2 separate regions of the Sus scrofa genome follow, and region 2 is linked to region 1. Evidence: chromatin contacts called from public HiChIP or PLAC-seq data. All regions are on one chromosome and are shown on one strand. Each heading gives the region's core, a stretch centred on a gene start, on an enhancer-like site or on the middle of the called end of the contact. The rest is flanking DNA. Distances are from core to core; before and after follow the strand shown.

Region 1 (4,858 bases), core at 675-3,174:
AGCTTTAAATACAAACTAAAACAAGTGTGGCCCTTACTTGGATCCTGATTTGGATATTAGTTGGGATCCTTACTGCTGAGCCTCGAAGGGGAACTTCCTTTTTTTTGGGGGGGGGGTTGTCTTTTTAGAGCAGCATCCATGGCATATATAAGTTCCAGCCTAGGGGTCAAATCGGAGCTGTAGCTGCCGGCCTATGCAACCGGATCTTGGTTTGGATAAAACATCTATAACAAACATTTGGAAAATAACTAGATAAACTTGAAGATGGGTTATTAGACAACAGAAGTTTTTCAAGTGTGATAGTTTTGTTATGTAATAATACGCTTTTAAAGAGATGCACACTTAATTACTATTAAGTGGGAAATCTAGATGTCCATGGGTCACTCAAAATATTTCAATGATGGAGATCCCATGGAGGTGCAGCAGAAACGAATCCCACTAGGAACCATGAGGTTGCCGGTTCCATCCCTGGCCTCGCTCAGTGGGTTAAGGATCCAGGGCTGCCGTGAGCTGTGGTGTAGGCCGGCAGCTACAGCTCCAACTGGACCCCTAGCCTGGGAACCTCCATATGCCGCGGGTGCGGGCCTAAAAAGACAAGCCCCCCCCCCAAAAAATGAATGCTTTTAAAAAATAAAAAATTTAAATCCAAGCCTCAACTTCCTAATTCACTGCTGTTTCCATTAATGCTCATTAATCCATTCATAAGATATAATAATAACTGCATAGAAAAATCTCTTACAGACAAGAGGTTCAGAGAAGTGACCTACCATGAATGATAGCTTCCCCCCCCCCACAGGTACCGAAATGAAGATAACTGAGGTACCAACACAATATTATTGGTAACGGGCCTGTGCTAGGCATCAAAAGGCATGGAAGCATTATGAATGGAGAGTTTTGCCCTCAGAGGGCTAAAAATATCCAGGAGAACAGCTTCTGAGAGTTAGCCACAAATAAACACGGCTGTTCCAAGACCCTAGTTAAGGCTTTGAAGCGGCAGCCTCATTAAAGCGATCCTCAATTATTACATAAAATCGCTTATTTCTTTCTGACTTCACTGCTCCTTACAGTCAGTTAACTAACTACTTCCCGAGTTGTGATAAAGTTAGGACACTCTTTCGAAAAATCCCTCCCTCAAAAACCGGGCGCCGAGCTAAAGAAAACCTTTACCATAACAACAAACTTCTTTACAATTAGAGCCCCCAAACCTGGAACTCAGTCTCCCTCAATCTCTGGATAAGAGACTAATTATCAACCAACAGATCTAACCCATTTGCCCTTTTTTTTTCTCTTCTCCCTCAAAATCCAAAGGGTGGCGCTGTCCTCACTCCTTCCCCTCGCACCCAGGTGTGCGCTACTGTCCACTCCGAGGTCTGACCACGAGGGAAGGTCCGCTTGCGGCCTGTGTCCAGCCTCCCCTCCCCGCGCTTCTCCTCTCCTCACCCAGCCCCTCGGGTTAGCCCGCGAGGGCGCCGGTCCTGCTGCCTTAGCGGCTTTTTCTCAGAAACTCCCAACAATTCTCTGCGGGGGAGGGGGGAGGGGAGGTTAGGCTGAAAAAGACCCAAGCCGGCACTTTGGCTCTGAGTCCTCAGCCCAGCAACAGGAAAACGTATAATGAGAAGCGTCACCGCCCGCTTACGCTAACGCGAGTTCCGCCACTTACACTGCCTGAGCGCCCCAGTTAACCGACTTACAAACAAGACGGGACTCGGCGGTCTCTGTGAGACGGGAGGGGGCGCCCAACACCGGCACCACCAGCGCTTCCCCACCCCCGTCCCGACAGCCTGCGTGCGTCAGGAGTCACGTGCCGCGTCTCCCTTTCCTACCGGCAACCGGGCGCTCCCTTCTTCCGGAAGTAGCTCCGGATCACGCCGGGCTCCTCCCACCACTGGTGACGTCAAACTCAGGTCCTACCACTGCTCTGCCTCCGCCTCCAGGCGCGGGGAGGGCTGCCGTTTCCTTACAATTAGTCCTGCCGCTTCCGGGCCCCTAACCAGTAAAAGCAAGGATTTTGAAGTTCCTGAGTGTGTAGGCCTCGGACGCGCGTGAGTAAAGTTTGAGAGGCCACAGGCTGGCTGTCTGGAGGCCAACCCCGCAGAGGCCTTTCCCCCTCTCCGCAACTTGTGCTGTACTTGGTTCCGCCGAGACCTACGACGGTTCCGCCCCCTTCTTCCTTGTCATTGATGTTGTTGTTCTTGTCAGTGCCGCAGCCCCGACCACCGGGAGCCGGAACCCGAGCAGGGGCCGCCCGGGTGGCGCGGTGGCGGCGGCGGCGGCTGCGGCTGCAGCAGCTGCGACGGCTGCGGGGGCTGCTCCGGGGATTGCGGAGGCGGCCGGGGACCGGCAGCCGGCGGCGGGGCCGGATGGCTCTGTGCGGGCAGGCGGCAGGCGCTGCGTCGCTGCCCAGCGAGCTGATCGTGCACATCTTCTCCTTCCTGTCCGCCTCCGACCGGCTACGGGCCTCGGCCTCCTGCTCGCACTGGCGCGAGTGCCTCTTCTATCCTGCTCTCTGGCCCCAGCTCCGCATCTGCCTCCGCGTCTCGCCTGCGGAGCAGCCACGGCTCGAATTCCTCATGCGCAAGTGCGGCTGGTTCGTGCGAGAGCTGCGCGTTGAGTTCGCCGCGGAGAATTACCTGAGCGGCGGCGGCGGCCCGGGCGATGGAGGCAGCGCCGACACCGGGACTGGCGGGGAAGAAGTCGAAGCCCTGCAGCTCTCATCCCGTTGGCTAGAAGTGTTGCGCACCTACTTAGAGCTGGTGCTGTGCGTGCTGGTCAGCATCCGGAACAACAGGTAGGCTCGTCGTGGACCCTGCATTCATCCTCTTCTCCCGCTTCCTCCTCTCCCGGGGAGCAGGATGGCCTTCTTCCTCTCACCTCAAAATAGATTCTGTGCGGATACTCCCGGCCCGCTTCAGCGTTGCTTTTTTCAGTGATTAGGGGTTTCAGTTTTAATCCAGCGATTTCCTTGAGGCGGGAGGGCATAACGGGATTATCGTAATACTTTATAAACAGTGATGGATTTGGTGTTTATCAGACAGCATTCCTGGCACCTTCCAAGCCCTGTCTCATTCGTACTTTCGTTGGCAATGGGATGGAGTTCATTTTACAGATGAGAGCTGAAGCTTGGAGGGTGAGGCCTGTGAGTGAGTCTTGGGAGAAACAAAATCCTACCTGATTTTTTCAGTTCTGAATCTATCCATTCAAAATAGTTCGTGGTGGGGAAGGACTAGCTATGCTACTGGTTTCTCATAGTTACTAGACTGTACCCCCCCAAAAAATCTTTGACAGCCATTTTCTTACTGGGAATAGTTTTGATTAACTAGGCCAGGCATGAAGAGTAGGAGTGTTTGTTAAAAGGATTGGGGAACAGCCTGATAATGAAGATTGGGAAGTCCCTCCCCTTTGCACCTCCAGACTCAACTTATCCCTAGTTATTCACCTAAAAGTAGCACAGTATATATAGCTTGGTGTTTGCATGAGTTGGGGGAACTGGCCTGTGTCTATAAAGAGTAAGCCCTTAGCGGCCTAGTTTTTCATTAGAATTCTACTGTAATTCTGAGACTAACTTGATATGTTCTGACCCATTGTCCTAATCAATATTTTCCATTATTTGTCTATCACCGTCTCCAAAATACTGTTAATTTAGATGTTCTGTATCTGGGTATTCTAACTTTATAATTAAAGTATGAGTTAGAAGAAAATTCAAAAGTTCTAAGAAGGAGCAACTTACATAATAATAATTTAGTAGTTTGTGAGTACTTTCACATTCACTATCTTATTTGCTCCTTTCAATGACCCTGTGAGTTAGTCAGGATAGCTATTATTATCCCTATTTTATAGAAAAGAAACTGATGCATAACAGGGTCAATTTGTCAAATGATGTACACATTGTATACAGCATTGTTTTTCTCTAAGCAGTGGTCTTTCTTTCGCGGTAGTTACATTATGTTGAACAGGATGGAACTAAGGTCCGGGTTTAATGCTAAGTGAGATATATATATATACACATATTCTTAATTATGTTTCTGATTCAGAAGGGTAGGAGATAAGCATATGGCTCCAGACTGTATCTGGAGCATGGCTTCATCATTCCAGTGGGCTGTGTATTTTCCCAGCTTTTCACATCAAGCCATTATTTTCCTTACTTTCATTTTATGTGGCAAGAGAGGCTGTTTAAGGCTATAAATTGGTCTTGATCAGGTTGGAGACTCTTTGTCAGAGCTGAGTGATGGCTAGAGGCCCAAATGACCCAGAAGTTAGAGAGATTGATTCAGTGAGCAGTTACTGCTGAGGAGGGTGTCCAGGGAGGATGAATTCAGCAAGTATCAATTAGATTTTTTGAGATCAGATAGTTCCAAGCAATCATCTTAAAAATGTGTGCCTTTTGTCCAAGTAAGAACACGCCTTTCAAAGTGCATGTTCCTTTTAAGTGTTTTAATAACTGGTTGATTGGATGGATGAGGTTATGCAGGCAAAATAGTGGTATCTAACATCTTGGCTTTGTTGTTTAACTCTTCTCTCCTCCCCCTCCTCACCCCTACCACTTTTTTTCAGCTGTAATTGAGGTTTAATTTGCAAATAAAAGTGTGCCCATTTTTTTATTAGCATCCCGATCTACTTTTCTGTAAGGCTGCCATATAAATAATCTTTATATGCTTAGAAATAAGTTAATCTCAGCTTTATTTTTGAAAATGTCTTGAGAGTGTCTAGTAATGCTGGAAGTATTAATGTGGATGTTAAAAACATAAATGAAACTGGTTTTCTTTAAACAAATTTGAAAATGTTTTAAACCAAGTTGTTTAATAAGAGAAATCAACATTTAATATTGTTCTTTACATTTCTAAGCTAAATTTACAGTGGT
Region 2 (4,802 bases), core at 1,983-4,482, 2.0 Mb before region 1:
GGAAGTCGAGCAGGACCTCACTGCCCTCCACACGTGTCTTTCAACCTCCTTCCTCTCAAATCCAGGCGGCCACCTCTGCCATGATGCGCCTGCTGTCTGCCAGGGAGTCCGCTGAGCTCTCCGGCCCCGCCCCATGAAAGTGTCAAAGCGGGCCTGGCAGCTGCAGTGGCGGAGCCCAGCCCCCAAGCCCGCTGAAAACACGGCCTTGTAGCACCACCAGCCTGCAAGGGCTGCAGCAGCAGCCGAGCCCAATCTCCAGAGGAGTCGGGGACATCAACGCGCAGAGACAGCGAAAGCAGCTTGCTAGAGACCAGCTTGGAGTCTGCAAATGCCATCATATGGATATCTACTAAAAAAAAAAAAAAAAAAAAAAAAAACGCAGTGAGAGGAGGCAAAGCACGCAGCGCCCCTCCACTTTCCAAAGTAGCTTTAGCAAAGAGAAACCCCCGGAGCTGCCCCAGTCATAGCCTCTCGGATCAGGGAGCTGCACGCTCCACCCGGCCAAATCCTCCGCTGGGTGCAGAGAGCAGGCAGCTCCGGAAGGCGGGAGACAAACGAGCACTCCTTAGCTGAATTATTCAAACCGCCTTCACTGTCGAATAAAACATTGATGAGACTACTTTGGAAGTGCTTTATCTTGTTAATCCTAATGCCCTCGAGAAAGGAGAGAAATTTTCTGTAGGGGACGCAGAAGTGATGGGAAAAGGAAATGAGAGACGTAAGGTGCAAGGGTAAGGGGCTTTGGAAGTTCACCAAATTTATTCTGCCTCAGCCGGCAATGGGAATCTCCATTTTAACATATCAGACCCAATATGTTAATTAGGTAGTCGCAAATCCACCCTACTCCATGTAAATCAAGGCACTGGCAAGAATTTTCAAAATATATTATGCAGAGATCAGCAAGCAAACAAACCAAAAAAGAACAAAATAAAAACAAACAAACCACGCGCGTACTAGCCCCTCTCCTCAACCGAGACAATACAGCTGGGGACCGTGTATGGGTGGTGGTTGTGGTTTTAGCGTCTCTCCTCCAGATATAAAAATGACTTCTTTCATGGCTCTATTTTGCTACATAAAAGCAAATCCTGTAAGTTAAAACACCATTATCTCAACACACACGCCTGTGACAATGAATTCCCTTCCATGCAAAGCAAGTTTCAAGAAAACTCTTTTTCGGATTAAAGTCTCCAGATGCGTAATTTACAACTACTAAAGGCTCTGGCAAGCTCGTCCACAATAAGGAAAGGAAAACAACCTGGCACCATAGGTACAAAAGGGTCAAAATGATCCTTGCCTGAGACGATGGGTGGAAACCAAACACCCTCTCGCACTCCACATTCTGAGGAGGGCTGGATACCAAATGGTCCGTGGCAACCCTAGCCTAAAGGAAACACGGGATTTTAATCTCTAGCATCTTCAGACAGGTTCAACACGCCTAGCTTTCCAAAAACATCACTTAGGGTGGAGCGTAACCATATTTTATAAGGTTTCATTGCTGGATTAAACGCTCAGGTATAGACTTATATTCTACCTACTAGAAATTATATTACAACATCACAGAGCTCCCTTGGATACCCAGCCCTTCCTAATGATTTTCAAAACATTAATAAGTAAAGTAGCCTGCAATGCAGATAAGACACTAGAAATAAGATCAGAAGCAAACTGGGTGAGGCGGGTAGTCGTTTGCTTATTACCTGGTGCCTCTAGAGGAAAGACGGTCGTAGGAGGACTTTCTGCCCGCAGGTACAATCCCGGCAAGGTGGCTCCAGGTGGCTTTCACAGTCGTGCGCGGGTCTCGCTCGTCACTTCGCTGCCCTTTGCCATAGCTCAGCACCCGCATCCTAGGGAGTCCGAGAGGCGGCTCCTGCCACTGCCGCCGCTGCCCGCAGGTCGCGCTGGGTGGAGGATCCGTGGCGATCGCCCCATGAAAACCGCGTTTCTGCACCCGGGGAGCAGGCAGAGGCAGGGCGGCCGCGCACGCACACACAGACACACACTCAAACACACACACACACACTCGCACCCAGGCGCGCGCGCACTCGCACTCACACTTGCACACGCAAACCCAGTACAGCAGGATAAAGGAAAAGCAAGGAGAGAACTGGTCCTTCTCACGATCGGCTTCGATGCCCACCGGACCACGGGCAGCAAAGAGAGTGGTCTGGCATAGCCGTTTGATCACGTTTCCTTCAAGTTCTCCTCCAACCCAAATCCACGTAATTCAAGAGCTGGTGACATTTTGGTGGGGAGGAGAGATCCAGGAACCGGCTGTGAAAGAGTCGAAGAGTCGGGGATTTTGTTGAGCAGTTTGAAAGGCAATTCTCGTTACCTTATTTGTGCTGAAACCAGCTCGACAGGCTGAACTTTTGGCTTCAAATTATGTGGACCGAAACGTATCCTTCTGGCCAAGACAGGAAGGTCTAGACGTACAAAAACAAGACGGCTGCAAGACCCTCTGATGACCTTGTGATGTACCTAGAAGCAGGCGAATACTGGCGCTTTCCAAGCCTCTCGGTAAATCAATCCAAACACGAGGGTCCACAGCTGAGCAGCCTTTCTGACTCCAGCCGGGAAAATGGGTCGGGGCGTCCTCCGCGCTCTGCGAAAACCGGTGCATCGAGGGGCACCGCCAAGTTAACACATTTGCTTCTGGGCCGTTGGATAAAAGACAGTCAAATGCATCAGATAAGCGCGCGCGCACATACACACACATACACACATGCACGCACGCTACTAGCTGGAGACCGGCTTACAAAATATATATACATATATATGCCAAGATGACTTGAAAAGGTAGAAAAGATCCTGGATCTTTCGGGAAAACGGAAAGGCCAACAGGAAGGTTATGAAAATCTTCCCAGGTCTTTCATCTTCCGCTCTCTTGTGACTGTTGTGTCCGTGTTTGTATTTCCACAAGGTTTTCTTGATCTGCCCCACCCCCGTCCAGTTGCGCTTTTTTTCTCTAGATATAAACCAACCATGCAAAATGGATTATATGGGTGGGTTGCGCTCACAAGCCAAAGCTCCACAAAGTCTAGAATCCTGAGGGAGCAGCCAGCTGCGAAGCCATTCCCATCCTCGAGGGAAGAAGGAAAAACACGCGCAAACACACGCACACCGCGCGCACGCACACACAGAATCCTCCGTTCGGCCGCTCCGCATACGCCGGCCGCTTCCTTGCGCGCCACTGCACACACCGCCCCGCCCGCTGCCTGCCACTGCTGGGCGAGTCCGCCGCTCAGGCACGGAGCTTGAAGCCCAGCTCACGCGCTGCGGTTGCTGCCCCGGGCGTGCCCGGCTACCCAGATTCACGCGTCGGCGTGTTCGAACCGCGGCAGCCGCCCGGCTGGGAGGAACTGCGCCCGGCGCTGCCGCATGGAGGCGGCGGCGGCGGCGGCGGGCGCGCGGCCGCGGGCCCGGCCCTAGCCGCAGTGACAAGAGCTGCCACGCCACCCTGACTCCGAGAGTCAGGCGAGACCCCCGCCAGGCCTGCAGCTCAGCCCTCAGCGCCTCGGAGCCTGGCGTGTTCCGGAGCAATTTACTCAGGGCTGGAGGAAAGGGCCAGCCAGGCGCCAGCAAATCCCGCGGCCTCGGAGGCGCGGGGGCGTTGCAGGCAGGGGGAGGGGAGACAGCAGAAGACCTGGAGGAGAAAGGCGAACTTCCAGGGGCGTCCCAAGCCTCTTAGGAATGCAGGACTTGCTGACTCCCCACTGCCCAATGGTTACGGTATAAAGGACGCGGTTACCCGGTCAGGTTGTGACTGCTACCGACAGAGAGAAAAGCCAGTGGCCATAACCCTTCGAGAATGTCTGAGATGGAGGGCTGCTGACTTGGGGTTTCAATAATCTGCAGCTGGCTTCCAGTGTCCCCTTAGTGATTGTTTGCTTACTAATCAGATGGGAGCAAAAGCTGAAAAGAACTTTGTATTTCATTATTAACTCAGCATCAGACATTACAAGGGCTGCAGTTGACCACATTTCCGTATGACAAGAGCAGAAAGCAAACCCCAGAGTAGTCACAGACCAGATCAGGCCACTAAGGCACTGGGAACAGGTCTGAAGCTGGAAAGAAGAGGAATGGGGAGAGAGCCAGGCAGGGCCCCCGTGGTTGGGGGGGTCTGCTTTTCTGGCCACAAATCCGGATTTCTCTCGTGGATCCTATCTTCCCTCCCTCCACGGTAAAGGCTTCCTCCTGGGAACCCCGAGTGAAATAAGCTGTTGTGTCTTCTAGAGCCAGGAAAGCCTTTCTTTTCTCTTTAACCAGTTCACCAGCATGTGGTCGTGGGCTCCAGTTAGCGCCTCCCTCACAGCTTGGATCTTGTTTGGACCAGAAGCCAGATTAAACCCAAGGAGAGTGAAAGAGTTAGGAGCTGCGGAAGGAAGTTGGCTAATAAGGGCCTCTTTCTTGTCTACTTGGCAAAGCCACGTGCTAGTGGCCTCCTTGGATAGGGCGCTCTCGAATCTTTCTACCAAGAGACCTCTCCCAGGCTTCAGCGTTGCCCTGCGGGTGCAAAGATGAGCTCACACCCGAGCACACCAACGGGCTTTCCCAAGCGCTTACACGTGCACCCATGCATAGGCAGGACACACACAGCTGCCTATTTCGGGAAAGAATGCGAGGCGTGTTGTGCTTGAAGTGGAAACAGCTCGCATCTACTCCATCCTCTTCCCCTCTATGCCGCCCACCACCCCCGATCCGGGCTCCGGATCCAATCCGGGTTTTAGGAATCCCCGCAACTCTTCTGGAGGCTTTGTGCTGAAGGGGTGCGACTCCGGGGCTGCGGTTCAGGCTGCGCCTTCTCC

What was found. HiChIP or PLAC-seq counts read pairs in DNA pulled down with a chosen protein or histone mark.
Region 2: an H3K27ac HiChIP or PLAC-seq map of skeletal muscle shows a contact between it and region 1, with 9 times the contacts expected there. The contact joins the promoter of LRFN5 here to the promoter of FBXO33 in region 1. A contact is called at or near these places in 1 of 5 promoter capture datasets (fetal liver) and 1 of 2 datasets of contacts at active chromatin or transcription factors (skeletal muscle).

What each region holds. Positions count from the first base shown.
Region 1 is chr1:169,912,922-169,917,779 of Sscrofa11.1, reverse strand. It overlaps FBXO33 (F-box only protein 33), which reads left to right and starts at 1,924. Exons shown (of 4, transcript XM_001926592.7): 1 at 1,924-2,788. The coding sequence starts at 2,181. It overlaps LOC102162695 (a long non-coding RNA gene), which reads right to left and starts at 1,980. Exons shown (of 12, transcript XR_002338918.1): 1 at 1,692-1,980.
Region 2 is chr1:171,904,560-171,909,361 of Sscrofa11.1, reverse strand. It overlaps LRFN5 (leucine-rich repeat and fibronectin type-III domain-containing protein 5), which reads right to left and starts at 3,232. Exons shown (of 6, transcript XM_021101105.1): 1 at 1,695-3,232. LOC110262077 (a long non-coding RNA gene) reads left to right here and starts at 3,898. Exons shown (of 2, transcript XR_002346604.1): 1 at 3,898-4,802.